Linked DNA regions of Gossypium hirsutum: region 1 is linked to region 2. Evidence: chromatin contacts called from public Hi-C data. All regions are on one chromosome and are shown on one strand. The core of a region is the stretch at or near the end of the contact, and the rest is flanking DNA. Distances in the headings are between cores, read along the strand shown. Region 1 has its middle 48 kb from the start of LOC121206583. Region 2 has its middle 32 kb from the start of LOC121207798.

Region 1 (2,700 bases), core at 132-2,631, 120 kb after region 2:
TTATAAGAGTTAAAATATAATTTTATAATTTTAATAGATTATGTCTTTATAATTTTTAAAAGATTAGATCAAAATTTTATTATTTTAAAAGATTAAAGTACAATTTTATTATTTATTAAATTAAAATCTTGTAAACTCTAAAAGTTAATAGTGAAATTTTCTATTTTAGGGGTCGAATGCGCTGCCCCAGTAGCTATGGTAATGATGTAGTTATTAGCTTTAATACCAGTGTTTAATAAAATATTATTACAATAAAAGTATCATAAAGGCTCTTATATTGAAAGTTATATTACATTTTACCTTATTTATTTAAAAATAAATAAATTAGTCCATATATATTATATTAAAAAGTAAATTAATCCGTTAAAAAATTCATCCATTTCTACGTATGTCATGTGTACCTTATACTAATATAAATAAATTAATTTTTATTTTTTAAATTTAATATACATAAATTAATTTTTTTTTACATAATAGAGACAAAATGTAAAGATATATATTTTTACCTATTATTTATCTGCTGTTTCGAAAAAGTATAAAGTGAAATAATTGGGCGAGTGGCAAAAACACACCCCGACAGACGCATTTAACGGGTTTAACAGGGCGCAGCACCCTGTCAACCTAAAGATACCATTTGCAGAAAATTCCAAAACCTTCTTATAATTATTAATTACAAATAAAAAATTATTGATACAAAAAAAATATAATAATAATAATATAATAGAAATAAATCCCATATATTACAATACAATACACAACCAACCACTCAAATTATGTAACTCACTGACTTCAAAAGAGCAAGAAGGGAAATAATAAGAGACAACGTAACGGTAACACCAGTAACCGGCATTGAGAAGGCAGATCCAGTGTCCATTGACGGTGCAGGCGCCATTGCACTGTCCTGAGCTGATACAATGGTGGCGACGGAGAGTACAACAGCCATAAACATGATCAAAATATCTTTAGAGAAGCAAACTTTCGCCATCTCTGAAAACTAACAAAGAAAATTATACAATGTTTTTCAAGGTAGAACAATAAAAACTCAAATTTTGTATGCAATACGAACCTTTCAAGGTGTGGGGGTTTCATATATATAGAAAGAATATAGGGTTTGGTAGATGAACTAAAAAAAAATGAAGTGGAAGCACTTGTAGAAGGGGGGTTATTTGAACAGCTCAAAAGTGTGGGCGGTAGGTGTTTGATGAAATGATTGAGAAAAGAATGGACAACGGCAAGTTTGAAGCCGACACGTAGCCAATGATAGCTGTTGTTTCAAGGTTTGAAAATGTAATTGTCGGTTGGCGGCATGTTCTCTTGTATGAATGTGAAACCCTAACCAACACCATGTGCCGTGTGCAGCATTGGTATACCGTGGCGGCAGCTAGGCCTCCCATCATTCTTAATGGAGAAGGCTAAGGTAACGAGTGAAAACATGAATGGGACTGAAAAAGGTCTAGAAGGTCCATGCTTGCTCTACAAACTTTAATTGCTGTATTTCTTTCTTACTTCCCAAGGAAAAAAGGGAATATTATTTTCATTTGAAAATTAAGGGTAAAATAAACGCCATTAAATAACGACAACTGTTTTTTGTTTTGGTGAAAAAATAACGACAACTTTCGATGGTCACAAAGGGTAATAACGACAGTCTTTTTTTAGAAACAAACGTGTACCTAATCTTGGCATTAACCCAACTCAGAAATATTATTGCGTTTTAATCTAATGTCACAAAAAAAAGGTTAGTATACGGCGATGTTTTTACTTTAGAAAACGATACCGATGCTTCGACTAATAATTTATGTAAATATTAAATTAGAGTGTTGATGAAAAAAATTATGTATGCTTTTTATTGGTTTTATATAAAAATTTAAAAATAAAAATAAAGAAAGAATATTATTATAATAATACAAGAGTAAATTATAAAAATATTATTAACTTTTAGTAAATTTTTTTACTATTGAAATATGAAAAGTTACATTTTAATCATTAATATTATTGATTTATAATGTTTTAATCACTTGTCCGTTATGGTATATTAAGTCAAGATTAATATCTAATTTAATCTTTGAACTATTATTAAAATGTTCAATTTAATAATTTTATAATATTTTTAAGAAATTTTTTAAAAAATATTAAAAAATTTAATTTAATATTTAAATGATACAAATTTAAATCCTATCATCTTATCTCGCGCTTATAAAAGGTATAACAAATTTTAATTGAGTTGCTGTGTATATTATCTAAAACCATTGCTAGTAGGGGCAGATTTACATCAAAGCGTGGATGCGGTGCAGTAAAAAGTTAAGGTTAAATGAAATGGTAAAAAGGAAGCCCAATCTCAGCTGATTCAATAATTAAATATTTGTTGAATTTACACTCATACCGATTTGATTAAAAATTCTGAGTTTATTTCATAAATACATTTACAGTGAGAACAAAATTAAAACCAAACAGGCCCTTCAAATTTTAATGTTTAAACAAAAGTAATAAGAGAAACAATCAAAGATAAGCCAATAGTAGCGGTGGAAATGCCCACGGAGATTCCAGCTCCTGACGGCCACGGTGCCGAGGCAACGGTTAAGATAGCCATGACCAAGGCCAACCAAAAAGGCTTCAACATGCTAACTTGACCCATTTCTTTTTATTTTTCTTGGGAATATGATATGAAAGTCTGACTTATAGAAAAATGACAGTTGGGTAACG
Region 2 (2,700 bases), core at 133-2,632:
TTTTAAAAATTAAATTTTTATTTTTTTAAGTAAAAATTCTAGTACAACCATTATCATTGTTGATAGTTTTTATTAAAATTTATCAACTTAACATGATATGAGAATAACTTAATCAATATTTAATATTGATAAATTTTACTTACAATGTTAATATTAAACTAGAATTTTTAATTTAAAATAGTTAAATAATTTAATTTTTAATTTCTTTTAAGTACAAAAATTAAATAAAAAAACTACTGAAAATATGAATGCAAAAGGAAACGGCTATAAACTTTATCTCTTTCTTATTTCCCAGGAAAAAACTTGAAAATTAAGATTTTCAAAATAGGGTAAATTACACTAAAAAATCAATAAATTTATATTTTAATCTCTTAATTAAAAAAAAAAACTAATAAAAATTTTTATTTAAATTATTGTACTATTAATTATTTTTTCTCAAGTCTAGCCGGTAAACATTGACATTAAGCAGGATTCAATGGTTGACACAATAAAACTGTGTACCCACAGAAGATTATATCACAAATGGTTTGAGGAGAAAGTTGCTTGTTTTTTATTCCTAAAATAGTGTAGAGGAAGAGGGGAAGATTGTCCTGCGATTTTAACATTACTGTGAAAACTATTTACCCTTCAACATAAACGTTTATATATCTTCCATTAATCCAACTTTGAAAGTTCATGGTCATTGTTCAGAAACGAGTCACCGACGCTTTTGACATGCCATTTTTCCAAAACCTCATTATTTATTAATATATACATTTTGTTGTTTAAGGCTAAAACAACCTTTGGATTCAATACTTAAATTACAACAAATTACTTTTTGTCAAAATTGTTCAAATTCACTGCCATAATGGAATCTTGCTTTTACTGCGCTAAATAACAATAATTTCTTTCACCTTGCAAAAAAATAAAAAAGATAAATCATAACGGAAGCATTTTATTCAAAAAATCAAGTTCATTACAATAAATTTAACGAAGAAAGAATGGTATCATAAATACATACATACATACATATATATATATATAAAAGAAAGCCACACAGAGAGGAGAGCCAAACAAGCCCTTCAATTTAATGCTTGAAGAAAGCAAGAAGGGAAACGATCAAAGAGAAGCCAATGGCGGCGGTAGAAACTCCGACTGAGAATCCAGCTCCAGCGTCTGGCGACGGTGACGGCGCCTCACTAACCTGCGCCGAGGCAACGGTTAGGATTGCCATTACAAAAGCCAATAAAAAAGCCTTCAACATGCTAACTTGGGCCATTTCTAGAAGAGAAGAAAAGCTGAAAATTTTGGGATTTTTCTTCTAAAAATGGTGAGATATTAGAAATCTGAATGGAGACTAGGGCTGGGAAAGGGTGGTGCTTTATAGGGAGAGTGAACAGCGCGTGGGGCCTAGTGAGAGGGAGATTGACAGCTGGGTAACGTTCACATAACAGCTAATAAAGTGAACACACCATGAATCAATGTAATAAAAAATTAATATTACAAAATAATAATGAAGTTGGTCGGTAAACAACATTTGCTCTTCCTTTTCATTGCTCAGGTTGTTGAAATTTTTTTGATTTTCATTTGAATTGCAAAAACTATTTTATTTCTTCTTTTCATTTTCGTTGGATCTACGTCTATATTTTTTATTGATGATGATTCACTTAATTAACTAAAATTATGATAAAGATAAGCACATTTATCGAATAATAGTATAGTTAGTGAGTCGAGAATATCGTATTCACGAGGACTAAAAGTATTAGTACTTACTATCTTTCTATTATTTAGTTGGTAAATTGAAGAAGTTTGTTTTAAATCTAAAATTATTTAAACTAATTATTAAGAACTAGACAGAAAATAAAGTAAGAAAATAATCGAATAAACCAATAAGAAAATAATCGAATAAACCAATGAGAGAGACAATATTCAAGAAAGATTCCACCTAGACTTCACTTATTATTCTAAATCTGAATTAAATGATTTATTCACTTTCCTTGATCCGTAGAAATCCATAAATTATATTAATATCTCTTTCAAGAGTAGAAATAATTAACTCTAGTTTGATTCATTGAAATTTCTTTCTAGTTAAAACCCATATTGTCGCATTAACTAGATCTATGGATTTCCTTATTAGATTTGACTCTAATCTGGTAGTTTTATGTCTTCCTATTTCTAGGATTGCATGCAACTTCACTCAATTATGGCAGATCTACTCTTAAATAGGGACTTTTGCTCCACTAAATAAGAACATCAATCATGAATTAATATCCCGAAAACATTAAAATATGGAATAAGTACACATAATTGAGATCAAGAAATCAAATATTTATCATGTAATTCAGAAAATTAAATAACAAGATCCATCATAGGTTTCATCTTCCCAGGTATCTGGGGAATTTAGTTCATACTTTGGGAGGAAAACATCTCAAAATTAGGAAAACAACAAAATATAAAGAAATCCAAAAACTTTTAGAGAAGTTGACTGGAGATCTTCAATCTTGAAGGAAATCTTGCTTCTGAGTTGATTCCGACGACGTTTTTCGAGTAATTTCTTCATTCTTCTTTGCATGCTCTCTTTTATTCCTCTTCTAATATGTATTTATAAACTTTAGAATGCTCAGAAACCCTAAAAAATGGGTTTTTTCGCGTCAAAGAGAAGCAGGGTTCGAAATCGACACGGGCTAGCACATGGGCATGTGGCCAGCCTGTGTAGAAATG

The links. A called contact is a pair of places that touch in the nucleus more often than the background predicts.
Region 1: a Hi-C map of leaf shows a contact between it and region 2, with 1.8 times the contacts expected there. The contact joins two enhancer-like sites. A contact is called at or near these places in 7 of 34 Hi-C or Micro-C datasets (callus, leaf and petal).

The regions. Positions count from the first base shown.
Region 1 is chrA01:48,740,065-48,742,764 of Gossypium_hirsutum_v2.1, forward strand. No RefSeq gene overlaps it. Among protein-coding and RNA genes, the nearest start is that of LOC121206583, 48 kb to the right of the region's middle. Within about 2 kb of position 1,382, at least 7 of the 9 cell types and tissues checked have an H3K27ac peak or open chromatin away from gene starts, as enhancers often do. A contact at or near this core is called in leaf, where this site is marked.
Region 2 is chrA01:48,619,384-48,622,083 of Gossypium_hirsutum_v2.1, forward strand. No RefSeq gene overlaps it. Among protein-coding and RNA genes, the nearest start is that of LOC121207798, 32 kb to the right of the region's middle. Within about 2 kb of position 1,383, at least 5 of the 9 cell types and tissues checked have an H3K27ac peak or open chromatin away from gene starts, as enhancers often do. A contact at or near this core is called in leaf, where this site is marked.